Linked DNA regions of Mus musculus: regions 1 and 3 are each linked to region 2. Evidence: chromatin contacts called from public Hi-C data. All regions are on one chromosome and are shown on one strand. The core of a region is the stretch at or near the end of the contact, and the rest is flanking DNA. Distances in the headings are between cores, read along the strand shown. Region 1 overlaps Gm13497 (predicted gene 13497). Region 2 holds the start of Rnd3 (Rho family GTPase 3). Region 3 overlaps Gm32360 (a long non-coding RNA gene).

Evidence for each region. A called contact is a pair of places that touch in the nucleus more often than the background predicts.
Region 1: a contact with region 2 is called in a Hi-C map of embryonic fibroblasts, with 10 times the contacts expected there. The contact joins the enhancer-like site here to the promoter of Rnd3 in region 2. A contact is called at or near these places in 4 of 39 promoter capture datasets (the 3T3-L1 cell line, 3T3-L1-derived adipocytes, cranial neural crest and 1 more), 1 of 15 datasets of contacts at CTCF or cohesin (the NIH/3T3 cell line), 34 of 484 Hi-C or Micro-C datasets (the C2C12 cell line, the HL-1 cell line, the MC3T3-E1 cell line and 17 more), 6 of 115 datasets of contacts at active chromatin or transcription factors (bone marrow-derived macrophages, craniofacial prominence, embryonic fibroblasts and 3 more) and 1 of 9 other capture datasets (adipose tissue).
Region 3: a Hi-C map of cerebellum shows a contact between it and region 2, with 2.2 times the contacts expected there. The contact joins the enhancer-like site here to the promoter of Rnd3 in region 2. A contact is called at or near these places in 1 of 39 promoter capture datasets (embryonic stem cells), 18 of 484 Hi-C or Micro-C datasets (the N1E-115 cell line, astrocytes, brain and 10 more), 18 of 115 datasets of contacts at active chromatin or transcription factors (astrocytes, bone marrow-derived dendritic cells, bone marrow-derived macrophages and 6 more) and 2 of 9 other capture datasets (adipose tissue and embryonic stem cells).

Annotation. Positions count from the first base shown.
Region 1 is chr2:51,265,902-51,270,739 of GRCm38.p6, forward strand. The region is part of intron 1 of Gm13497 (predicted gene 13497); the gene reads left to right. Among named protein-coding and RNA genes, the nearest start is that of Gm13497, 26 kb to the left of the region's middle. Within about 2 kb of position 2,805, at least 20 of the 459 cell types and tissues checked have an H3K27ac peak or open chromatin away from gene starts, as enhancers often do. A contact at or near this core is called in craniofacial prominence, embryonic fibroblasts, embryonic limb bud and 2 more, where this site is marked.
Region 2 is chr2:51,146,431-51,150,698 of GRCm38.p6, forward strand. Rnd3 (Rho family GTPase 3) reads right to left here and starts at 2,681. Exons shown (of 5, transcript NM_028810.2): 1 at 2,295-2,681; 2 at 1,794-1,881. The coding sequence starts at 2,444.
Region 3 is chr2:51,080,165-51,084,381 of GRCm38.p6, forward strand. The region is part of intron 3 of Gm32360 (a long non-coding RNA gene); the gene reads right to left. Among named protein-coding and RNA genes, the nearest start is that of Gm32360, 6.0 kb to the right of the region's middle. Within about 2 kb of position 2,682, at least 35 of the 459 cell types and tissues checked have an H3K27ac peak or open chromatin away from gene starts, as enhancers often do. A contact at or near this core is called in astrocytes, brain, cerebellum and 2 more, where this site is marked.

The DNA of each region.
Region 1 (4,838 bases), core at 1,555-4,054, 120 kb after region 2:
TATGTATTTGTGTGTGTGCGCGCGCGTGTGTGTGTGTGTGTGTGTGTGTGTGTGTGTGTGTGTATACAAAGGCATACATGTAGGCAAAATACCCATATACATAAAGTAAGAACAAACAACCATTTTCTTTTTAAAAAATGTCCTACATTAGGATACCATCCTAGAAACTTTATGATATCTGATGAGCCTGAAATGTACTTGTTAATTCAATTCTCAGGCAGTGAAATGGTTTTATGATTTGGCAAAAACACTAGAATACTGATCAAGATAGCATCTTCCCAAATAAGCAAACCTGGGTGGAAGGTAAGCTAATCTATTCTGCTACTGCAGAACCAATGATATCTACTGTCCAGCGTTCAGTAGCACCAGGTAGAACAATGTTAAAGTGGCAACCAATAAAATCCCACCCAACAATTAGTATAAATGTGTCACAGGAAGTATAATTTTTTGAACACAGGCCACAGAAAGCTGAAGACCCCTTTTATTGAACAAGCCAAGACATTAACTCCATTATAAAGGCATCCCAGTTGAGCTGTTTCCATAGAGCTAACGTGACAGTTTGATGTGGTAGCTTCTGATGCAAAGTCTTCTCTAGCAAGTAGGCCACCAAAGCAAGGCCATTAGGGTCCCGAGAGACAGTGAACAGTTTGTGCACATTGTCCTTATGAGATAGGATAGAGACTGGTGCTTTATGGTTGTGACACTCACCAACTGAGGATCTCATACCTTCATAAATAAAGAATAAGGTAAATTGTTTATCAGGCTAGCTAATATACACACAAGTCACTGCAAAGATGGAAAGAATCACTAAAGTACCTTCTTCATATTACCAACCACTAAAAAAAAGGGACCTTTGGGGGCTTATCTATCAGGCTCCATCTTCTTGGTTGTCCTCTTCTTCCAGTTTCAGCCCTTATCACCTTCCATATGATGTTTCTTACCACATAGAACACCTCCTTTTATGCTAAATGATGTACCTATCACATGGAATGCAAATTTGGAAACATGCTACCAGATGTGCTTTGAAGACACTGGGTGGTGTCTGTGTTTGTGTGTGTGTGTGTGTGTATTGTTGTTGTTGTTGTTGTTGTTGTTGTTTTTGCTTTCTCCATTTTGCTAGCATAAGCTTTTCATGGTACCATGATCACTTCAGCCCTGTTCTCTTCCTCAATGGTGTTGTAGTTGGGAAAACATCTGACAAATGGCTATTGCCAAGCCTTACTGTCTTGCTCCTGGCAGTTTCTGTGGTCTTCTGACTCCAACATCATCTATCTCCCTCAAACCACCCATCATCTACCACAGAGCTGTCTTTTTCCTGACATCTGGAGCTTCCTCACAGCAGGAAACCTGGGCGGTTTAGAAGCCCGTGCCCCAGTCAGTCACCATAAGGAAGTTTGGGTTTTGTTCTACTGTTTTCATATGAGAAACTAACTTCCGACTCTCATGGCTGGTGGGAAAGCGAAGGACTCACACAAAGGTAGGGGCAGGATGTGAGACCCTTCCCATAGCCTGCTCCTTAGCCTGTGATGCCCATGCTCATGTTGGATCTGGGCTCTTGATGCTATATGGTTCTTTATTCAAGTTGCTCTGTAACAAGTGTTGGTTTTCTCAGATTCCTTAGGAACCATACCATGTCACAATAAACACAGGTCTCCGTCTCCTCCTCCTCCTCCGTCTCCTCCTCCTCCTCTTCCTCCTCCTCCTCCCTCCCTCCCTCCCTCCCTCCCTCCCTCCCTCCCTCCCTCCCTCCCTCCCTCCTGTTTGAATGCTTTGTCAGTGATTTAACTTTGGTTGCTTGGGTTTAGAAAGAAATACTGTGATTTTTCTCTTCATCGAATCACTCTCTCCCTGTCCTCCTTCTCCTCCCTTTGCTGAGTCCTATGGCTGGCTGCTGAGTGCACGCTTAGGGCACAGATGCAAATCAGTCTCTTAATGGCTATAGATTTCACGTGGAGAACTCCACATATGTTTCTCATTTCTCTCCCTTTTATGCTGCATACTTGTGCTGAATCGTTTTATTGGCAGTGGGGGAGATGCCAGAATATTTACGGGATCTGGAGGGTGGGAGTGTGCTGCTATTTAGGCTATGTCTGGAGAACACCAACATAATCAGTGAACATGGGAATATTTGGCCAAATAAGCATTTTCTAGATGATTAGTATAATGCGCATAGCTTAGAGTACTTACCCAAACAATCACTTTGATGTGATTCAGAAACTTAGCACAATACGTGGTAAACTCTTCTATTTCTTAAAAATAGGAAAAACCCTGTTTGAATTGGATGGTTAACGGCATGTCTCAGGAGCGTAAGGTTCCATCACTAATTCTGCTGTTGAGCATCGGGAAGTGATGTGACATATTCCTTAACCATGCTATGACTGTGTCTCACCCTCTAGAAGGTGACTGTAGTTTAATACTTATGTGGAGATATGGTATGTTTGAGAGAATAATATAAATTAGATTCCATATAGATAAATACACATATGAAATTTCCAACAACTTCCAAGTGTTTCCTGTCTTCCTAACAACAATTTACTTAACTTTTGGGATCCTAAGAACTCTTAGGACAGATGGCCTTGAAAGTCTTGTTCATTATACTTCATGGTTCTGTGAGTCTTTCACTTACAGTTCTCATGGCTCTGTATCTCCCCAACCATTCCTTCAAGGTCAAACCTCTTGTGTGACTGTCATGTGGGAGTTATGGATATGCAAAAACATGTTTCTTCCTGCACTTCATTTAGTGGGGGAGGACTCACTCTTAAAGAATCAGGATCTAGGGGAATGAGGAACCAGGCTTTCTCAGAAACATCTGGGAGTGGCTGAGAGGCACCACCTTCTGGAGGAGATGTGAAGTGAGTGTAAAGTTGATGACCCCTGGCTCATGCTAGCTTTGCTGAGGTGTGCAGAGTGGCGCTTTCCCTTGCTTCAGGTTTAGGCTGCCTCCTGCCCCTTAAGCAACTCCTTTGCCTTCGTTCTAACAGTGCATATCTACTTATCATCTCAAGGAACACACAAAACTAATTCTGTTCATTGGAAGAATGCTTCCTTTCATTGGAAACGTTTTTGTAACAAGTCATTTGAAGATAACTGGGGTATAGCTCACACTAAAATTAGTCAAGTAATTTAAATATGTCTCGACATTAAAAAATGTTGGGGAAACGATTGAAAGTACTTAGAAGTAGTAGGGAAGATATTAAGAAAAAAAAAAAAAGCTGAGCATGCGGCCCATGCCTGACATCACTGTGCTGAGGAGGCTGTGGCGTGAGAAGCATAAGTTCTAGGCCAGCCTGAGCTACAGCGCAGAGAAGGGAGAGAGAAAGAGAAAAAGAGAAAGAGAAGGAGACAGAGATCATTGCAAATGATTGATGTTGAATATAATCACGATGGATAAAATAATCCTCTACAGTACACTATTGGGTAAAATACAACAAAAGATCTGGGCAGTGGTGGCGCACGTCTTTAATCCCAGCACTTGGGAGGCAGAGGCAGGGGGATTTCTGAGTTCAAAGCCAGCCTGGTCTACAGAGTGAGGTCCAGGACAGCCAGGGCTCCACAGAGAAACCATGTCTCTAAAAAAAAAAAAACAAAAAAGGAAGAAAAAAAAAAGAAAAAGAAAAAAAGAAAACAAAAGATTGACTTAAAATTATTTTACAGGCAAAACAGGCTAGACTTGCCTTTTCATGTGCCTTTTACTTTTCTTTTAGCATACTTTGGATTTTGTTGTGAGCTGCAATATACATATATATATATGTGTATATATATATATACACATATATATATATATACATATGTGTGCATAATTTCCCAAAAGATGAGCTATTATAAGTATACATATTTTCATTGTAACTGACTACACATAATTTGTTTTATTTTTTATAGAAATTCTTATTTTCGATTCTTTTCTCTACATTGGGACCAGACCAAACCTTATATGAAACTATGTGTTTCCTCTGACTTTTAAGAGTACCAAATTCTATAAAGTCTTCTTTCACTGTGAATTGATTTAAATTTGGAACACTTCTATCCAATTTCTGTATTCTTTTTTGCTTTATTGTGAGTCAAGGAGACAAAAAGAATCATGTTTCCTGAGAAAATGTCTGTTTGTTCGCATTAACACAAATTCTTTGATTTGACTTAGGATATATCTTAGACAAACTTTTGAAGATTGGGTTGGACAATGGAAGTATCCTTTTACCTGTCCCATCCCATAACTGTGTTGGTCACCTGGGGACCAAACACACAGTGGGCTTGACTATGGTAGAGTGCAGAAGGAGATTTTTGAAAACAGTCTCTACATGGATGTTTGGATTTCTCCTGGCTTTTTTTAATGAAGGGGGCGGGCACTGATTTTTTAGACCTAGACAAAATTTCTATGACCTATGAAAAAACCCTTAGTCAGCCAGGTTCTTTGCTCCTCCCAAGGGGCTATTAGTCATTCCAGAGAGATATATTTATTTTCTTAAACTTACTTTCCAGATGGACATACCTATCTTTCCAGAAAGCCAAATGTGCCTTATGAAATTTGAGAGTAATAATTAATCTTGCGTGTGAGAGCACCTGAGTAGGGCAAAGAGCAAACGTTTTCAAGAAAATCAATAATAAACTAAAAATGACCACCATATTTGGCGTGATTTTTCTTTCCATAAACTTTTTAAACACAGATGTCTTTTAGCTACATTCCCATGCAATGAGTTTTGCTCCAATTTTGTAAATAAAGGCATGATGTCCCAAGAGCTGATAAATGGCAGCAACCAGGATTTAAACCTAAACATGACTGTACTACAGTTCAGGCACCCGCCATTCCCCAGTAGGACCTTCAAGGGTTAGCGTTTAAAAGT
Region 2 (4,268 bases), core at 1,431-3,930:
TGAGACCCAGGGAGGTAGAGGATTTGCACATAGAAATCCCTGGTAACCAGGAGCTGAGATGGAAACAGAGCTTTGTATCAAAGACTGTATCAGACCCACTGCACTGCCCCACTCCACGCCTAAATAATTCTTATCGAGTGTAAGTCCAAACGGGGCTGGGGGTTGGGGGGACGGGGGGGGGACGGGGATGCTGGTGCTAATTGTTGGTACCACACCAGCTGTCCGGCTCACTAGGCATAACAATTACCATAATATGTCTGAGAACAGGAGCCTAATAAAATACTAGGCTATGTAATAATTCTTATGATCGAAAGTAGTAATAAACCCCTAGAATTCCATCAACACTTTCTCTATAGTTTCAAGATTGCGTATGCAATCTGGACAACAAAAACCACAAAAACGCCCTTGGCGCAGCTCAAGGAAGAACTTGACTCTCCGGAGGGAAACTGGATCCATCCTTCTCACTGCAGCAGTCTGAGCATCTGGCACCGACCGTGAGAGGCGCCGGTGCAAGACTTCCCTCTAGTCTTTCTTCTAGCCTTTGTGCTGAGGGTTGCCTCTGGAGATCTTGGGACTCTGGCCCCTTCCTCCCACAGTCTAATTCCCCAAGTCCCTCAGAGGTTCCAGCCCAGGGTGTGGGAAGCTCGCTGAAGCTCCACGAGGCCACTCCCAGTTGAGCACGGCTCCACCTCGGGCCACCCCGCCTGACAGCAACCCTGCGTGTTGGCGCTTGTGCGCTCCTCCTCGCCAGTTTCGCCCTAATCTGTCTGGCAGCCCAGTTCCCCACCAGCACCGGCTTTTCCCCTCCCAGATTGGTAGTTTCTGCTCCTCTGGAGAAGGTATGGTTTCTACTAACAGTAGGCGTTTCTCCCGACGAGCCTCTGGCCAGTCTTGATACCGGGGGTGTGTGGGGGTTGGGGGGTGCTCAGTCCTCACTGTCCCTTCCCCGAACTCAGCCGGGGCTGCCAGCCTTCCTGCCCGCGAAAATCTGCCCTCCCCACCACCTTGTGCCACGTTGGTGGGTGGGCGCATGGGAAGGCAACAACCCGGCCTTGAACCCTAGACCTCTGGACGGAACCCTCCAAGGCGCCAATAATTCAAGTAGACAGGAAGGTCAAAGGCGATCGGTGCTGCCTGCGGCTCTGCAGGCAGGCGAAGCCGAAGCAAAAGGGTAGGGGAGTGGTATGTTCGGAGAGCTGGCACAGAGTGATCCCTGGGCGGCCGCAGAAGCCGCTCTGCACCGGTGGCACAGAGGCTGCGGGGGCGGAGGCCCCGCGGTGGCCGCTGCCGGCACCACCAGCGCATTCCTGACAGTAGGCGTCACGGGCGCTGGCTCCGGCCATTCACCCATCTCCCTCAGCCTGGAACACCCCACGCAACCCGGAGGCTTTGGGGATCTTCTCCCAGCTCAGCCTGCGCCCCTGCCCCCAAACCAGATGGCTGGTGACACCCATGAGGGGCTTCCTCCGCGAGCGGGAGGGCTTCCACGCTGCTCTGTATGCTCCAGCACTGGGCCACCCTGGCGGCCCGCTCCGGCACGGCTCCAAGGAAGGACAACACAAGGCCATGCGGCCACCAGAGGCTCCTCCAGCAGGGTCACTCCGGACACCTAGCGTCCTCCTGTCCCCAAGACCACAATCACTCCCATTGCTGCCCCTGCCCAGAAAGGATAACATTTTCCGGCGGCTCGGGACCGGGAAGTCCCTCAAGGAGCCACATTAGCAGACAGGGCACCAGATCCCGAGCCCCCGGGCGCACCGGTTCAGACCGCCACGCGGTGTGCCGAGTCTTACCTGAAGTGTCCCACAGGCTCAACTCTATTCTTTGTGTGTCGATTTCAAAACTGGCAGTGTAATTCTCAAACACCGTAGGGACGTAATTCTGGACGAACGAAAGGGACAGAAGAGGAAGGTGGCAAAGAGATTATTAAAAACACGACCCGTAGATCGAACACTTGAAAAACCACCAAGCCCCCAATTAAAAAACCACCACCACCAACAACCTCACACTCCTTACACAGTAAACACGCAGCCCCCTCCCGAGAGCCCACCCAGGTCTCCCCACCCGGCCTCCCACACTGAAACCAGCAAGTTTCTGGGGCCAAGAGCCCAGGGTGCTGGCGGGTCCCAGCCAAGACCCTTCCAGGACACTTTCGCTTCCCGGCCGTGTGGCGGCAGAGACGGCTGGGCATGAGAAAGATTTTCAAGAAAATCAGTGAAGCAGGAGAAAGGCGCAGTCCTCCAGACCGGGGACCCCACCAGCCGCTCCCCTCAAGACGTGCGGGTCACACTCACTTCTGGGAAGCAGTCCTTGGCGAAGACGTGGAGCAGCGCGGTTTTCCCACACTGGCTGTCGCCCACTACTACTATCTTGCATTTCACGTTCTGATTAGGATCCATGATAGATTTACTGGATAATTTCTGGCTGGCTCTTCTCTCCTTCATTGATGTTGCCTTATTTTCTCTTGGAACAGGAATTTTCTCTTTAGAAGAAAAAATATATATATATATATACTTCTCTCTATAAAAAGCAGATATAAAAATAAATCGCAAGGCCGGCGGGAACCCCTTTAAGCACAGCGGAGTGGAGGAGGAGAGGCAGCGGCTCTTTACTCCTCTCCTACAAGTTTTCTGCCTGACTCCGCGCCTCTCTTCCCAAGTCCAATTCCGATCGGTCTGCTTTGTTTCACGCTCTCCGCGCCGCTTTATACGCCCAGCCTTCCAATCCGCTCCGCTTTCTCAATGAGAGAAGGAAACCGATCCGCCTCCTCCCCTTTTATGGAGCCTGGGAGCCAGCACGGCCGCCCCGTTGGCGGAAAGTGTAAGCAGCGCGCCCTCTAGGGTGGCGTGCAGGATGGCTTGCAGACCCAGGTTCTGGCATAACCTGAAGGTGCCAGGCAGGATTTGCAGATGGGTAGGTTGTTCAGGGCCAGGGTGAGGGGAAGCAGATAATCTGTGCACATGGATTTGCATTGGGATTCCTTTCAAATTGCTTTCCAAGGGGCTCGCCTCCAGAAGCCTCGTCATCATTTGTGAAAATAAAAAAAAAAATTCCCAATCAAATTAATAATACAGAAGTAAATCTTGGAAGGGAAAGGCTAAGTTTTTGTGTTCCCAAACCCATAAAATCATTATCTATCTATCTATCTATCTATCTATCTATCTATCTATCTATCTATCTATCTATCTATCTACCTACCTATCATCTATCTTCTATCTATCTATCTATCTATCTATCTATCTATCTATCTATCTATCTATCTATCTATGTATCTATCTATGTATCTATCTATCTATCTACATATATAGTACATAATAACATAGATGATTTATTTCAAACACTAGAACTCGTTTTCCTTGACCTTTGTAGAGGACTGGCTTTTTAAACTGTCAGATTCAGCTATTCCAGAGAAGGTAGGAGGCTTTGGGGAGTGACATGATAATGTGAATAGGTGCAGGGGCGAGAAAAAAGAGAGATGACAAAAACTATCAGAAACTTGGCCGCAACTGCCACTCTCTCTGTGACAGCTCTAGAACCAGGGGTCTAAGCACTCTTTGCTCCCTTCAGCTGTACCCTCCCTCCTTCACCTAAGAATCAAGGAGTTGGACTTAAAAAGCACACATGCTCATTGTGGAAAATTTAGGGACTCCCCTCCTCCACACACGTACTCCAGTCATTCCAAGTCTCCCTTTCAACAAGTCTTAGAAGAGACAGACAAGACTGTGTTTGTTCTCTTGTCTTCTGAGAACAGTGTCTTCATTGCCAGTCACCCCGACAGCCAGGAAGCGTCAGTTATTAAATTTGTAGTGAAGGTGTCTGGGAAGAAAGTTCAGCCTGTGAAGGGCTTGGTCAAGTGCGACTTGAATTTCACCACCAGCACCCATATAAGGAGGCACTCCTGAGACAGACCCAGAGGATCCGTGGGGCTTGCTAGCCAGCCAATCCAGTCAAATTGAGGAACTCAGGATTCAGTGAGAGGCCATGACTCAAAGATAATGTAGATAGAAATTGAGGAAGATAAACAACCTCTGGCTTCCACACATATACTAAACACATACATATAAGTACTTACACATACACACACAACCCTTTAAGGAAAGTATAGTGACTGAATATGTAGTGAATTACTAGAATCATGAAATCACAGGACCTAGAATGCTATCTTACTTCTTTCAGACTCGAGAACCTTGAAGTCGTCCCCTAAAGACAGTCCTGAATCTATCTTTGGGGATAGGTGTGTTTTACACAGGCTGACCATGGAAAGGGCA
Region 3 (4,217 bases), core at 1,432-3,931, 66 kb before region 2:
TTATTTGGCCAACAAAACAACATTAATTCCGTCCACGGGGAAAGGGAGCCGGCTCAGTTCTTCGGCCATGACTCTGACTCTGTGCCCACAGTCATTCTCTGTCCCAGCAGCCTTCCTTCCTCCTTAGGATAGACACTTCAGAGCTTAATCTCTCAAGCTGTGTGGAATAGATTCTAATTTTCCATTGCTGTGGCTCTAGGTCCACAAGCATAAGGGCGGAGTCGAATAATGCAATTCAAACCAAGAACACAATCACCCACCATGAAGAACAGATCCTGCCGGAGACTCAGCATGCCTCTGTCCAACACAGTCAGCTGTAGTTGGAGGACAGATCTTGAAGGAACTGCATGCATATATCCCAGTAGTCCAGAGAGGAGTATGTGCAGACAAAGGACATCCACACTTACATTCCTTCTATAATCAATGACAGTAATTGCTTGCCTAGACTTTTCTGTTGGTAAAAATGCTATAAAGAAAATCCCTGGGCTGGTGAGATGGCTCAGTGGGTAAGAGCACCCGACTGCTCTTCCAAAGGTCCAGAGTTCAAATCCCAGCAACCACATGGTGGCTCACAACCATCTGCAACGAGATCTGACGCCCTCTTCTGGAGTGTCTGAAGACAGCTACAGTGTACTTACATGTAATAAATAAATCTTAAAAAAAAAAAAATCCCTAAGGTGAATCTCCCTTGGCACACACACACACAAAAACAACAAAAAGCAACAACAAAAAACCCAGTCCTGTCCCGATATCTGCATTTGTTCTAAAGCATTGCCTTTTAAACTCGCATCTTATTCATTGTTCTATGGGCATACTTGATAATGAATGTGTCTTTCTAGAACTTCCTGTTTCTCAGAATGTGTTCTCTAGAAGGATGAAAAACGTCTATCAGCAAGATCTTCCACATTTCGCTGATTGCTATGGTAATCTTCTACCCTTTGTCAACCCTTTGTCAACCCTGCATGGACACGAATTTCTTGTCATAGAATTCTAATCCCACCTGGGTGGCAGATGCTGGAACTTTGCTTTGCTTTTTTAAACAAACAAACAAACAAACAACATGACGAAGGCTGTGTTTGGATGCCCTCAAGGACCTGCACACCTGCTATTCTTCCTGCCAGAAGCTTTGAACACACCAGTGACGGTGATTTCACAGATTTCAAGTACCTTTTCACCAGATTTTGTGATATATTGTGCTGATAACTGGAATAATGAACATCCACCACTGGAGCTGACTGTTGACGGGCCAAGGTAGAGACGTGTCTGCGATGACGGAAATTTACAAGCAAACTCAAGAGGAAGACTGCTTGCTGCCTTGGAGAAGAGAGAGTGTGGATTCTCATGTTTCAGGCTGTAGAAGGCTGTCTGGCTCGACGGAGCTGAATGGAAATTGTGCCCAGGGGTCACAGCCAAAACCCATCAGAAACTGCACATTATAGCTGGAAGTGTCCTGTGTGCACTCCCTGCAGAGTTGGTGCGTCTTCGTTTCATACATCATTTATTCCTCAGTGGAGGGATGTCACAAAGGACTGCTCTGAAATAGCTATCAAGCTGCCTGAGACTCCAGTGTGTGTGGGCTCTCCTTCTGGAGGATAATCTCTCAGCCACTCCCTTTCGTTCATGACAGAAAACCCCTTTTGTTAGTTTGCCTATAAAATTCACTGTTTCACTTTGCAGGAGGTCTGTTCACTAACCATGCCAAGAGTCGAGTTGTGGGGTTTTGTTGTATAATTGTAGTAATAACATTCAGAAGAGAATTTTCTGGTCTTTTCTTCATCGTAATATATAAACATACACTGGTACCTGGCAAAGCAAAGAAGCAATCCATTTGATGCTTCTGTCAGTGACTAGCTTCCTGGCTACTTTCAGGGACTCTGTTGAATGTCTCATTCATCTGTAGATTATCCCTCAAAAATGTGCTTATCAAAATCATGAAAACTCATTGTGTGATTTTGTGGTTCCTGTCACTAATGGCCTGAAGCTCTAGGGGCTTTCAGGGAATTACTGGCCTTTGCTAGCTATGCGTCAGGACATGTTCAAAAGATTTATCTATATATTTAGACAGGATTGCACTGTGTAGCCTATGCTGACTTTGAACTCATGACTGTCTGCCTCAACCTCCATGTGCTAGAACTATATGCCACCATGCCAAGCAAACCTGATTGTTTATTCTCTTTAATTATGAAATAACAATATACTATTTAATTCTTTCAAAAGGAAAGGAATTTCAAACAAGTTAAAGAATACCAAAAAATTTGGGCGGTGAAATTTACTGTTCTCAAGTATAGGGCAATATCCCAAATTCTGATACCTGTTATTCCTTGTGCAATTTAATTTAAACGTCCTCCTTGCTTAAGTGGCACCCAGTAGGTGCCAGGTTATGTGCAGGTGAGGTGAAAAGACCATTTTTATGGCCTCTCATCATGGTCTTGGGAAACAAATTTCTACACTGTAGTGTTCTAACATGTCTCTACAGAGACTTTTTTTTCTGATGCTAGACCCATTTCATTTCCTAAGCCTTGGATCACTGGCCCACAGAGGGACAGCAGGGGATAATAGCCTCGCTGTCTGCCTCTGAGTTCACCAAAGACAACTCAAGGCAGTCGGGGCCTGGGACACCACCCCACACTGGATTTGTTCCCTTTGTCCATTAGCCAACTGGCTGTTATGGAGACGAGGGTAATGGCTGTTCAGCCTGTGTCGGAATCCCTCCCCTCCCCATCCTTTATTGTCTGTCAACTCAAACTCCTACCAGGACACATTGGGAGAAAAGCTGTCATTGTGAAAAGCTTCAGCTGCCTGAAGCAAGTCGCTCTGCCAGCTCCTCTGGCCTGGGCACTGGCATCAACACCACACTTCCATTTAGAGGAAAGTGAAAGGGTGAGATGAATAGACTTAAGCCCTTTACACCTCCTTTTCAAGGACTCCCCACCTCTAGGCACCCCCAAAATGGATTCCTCAGGTCTTTCTTGCCTCCTTTTCTGAGAACAAGACAATGGGGTTGAGAAGAAACGGGGTGCCCAAACGAGAAAGGCTTTAATACTCGGTTTTCTATACAAGCCTAGATCGCCGCTTACCACCAGAATAGGGACGTTGCCTCTTTCACCGTATTAATTTATGTAGCTACGGTCTGCCCCAGTTTCTTTTTCCTGACTGTATTTCAATTGCCTCAGACTTACTCAGGGACCTGCAGTTTTTGTTTCCATCCTAATCATCTCCAAGCTTAAGGAACTGGATCGAGGAGATAAACCAGTCTAAGCTACTCTGAAAAGGTAGGAAAACACAAACAAGAATCAAACAGTGGTCAATGGAAAGAGTGCATCACACTGGGGTTATGTTTGCAAAGAAAAAGAGAAGTATCGTCCCTGTTTCTGGATATTTGAAGTTTCCTTCTCTTTCTCCAGCCTGTTCTGCCTCCAGTTTTCACCTGACCTCTCCTCCTTCCTGGATGACAACACCGGTGTCCAATGGGCTCAAAATCGGCTGCTGATTAGTCAGGTCTTTTGGGAGCATGATGTGCATCATCATTTGATACAACTTTAGACGTTGCTTATGTGAGGGGCAGAGGGGAAAATAATTAAGAAGGAAGACATAAAATAAAGCTAAGCAGAAAGAAGTATTGCTGAGGAGTCGAGGCCCACAGCCAAACACAAGGCAGAGCTTGTGGAATTGGATAGAAGAGAAGAAGGAAGGATTGGAGGAGCCAGAGGGGTCAAGGACACCTAAGAAAACTTACAGAATTGACTAACTTGGGCCCATATGGGCTCGCAGAGATGAACCACCAACCAAAGAGCATGCTGGGATGTACCTAGGCCCCCTACACATATGTAACAAATGGGTAGCTTGGTCTTCATGTAGGACCTCTAATAAGTGGAGCAGGGGGCTATCTCTGCTGGTGTCTTTAACTAAACTGCCTTGTCTATTCTCAAGAGAAGTCCTACTACAATTTGAAATGCCAAGGTGTGTTGATACCCATGCGGGGTATCTTCTTCTCTGAGGAAAAAGGGAAGCAGGACAGGGAGAGAGGAGGTGAGAGGGAGGGACAGAGAGGAGAGGGAAGGGAAGCTGCGAACAAATGTAACATAAATCCATAAATTAACAAAAGAATCTGTTGCTGAGGTAGGGGATCGCCGCTCCCTGTACCCAGTGCCCTTGCCTCAGAGGCGTCTTCTGTACCTCACCATCCTGAGCGTCCATTTCGCCCAGTGGACTGACCG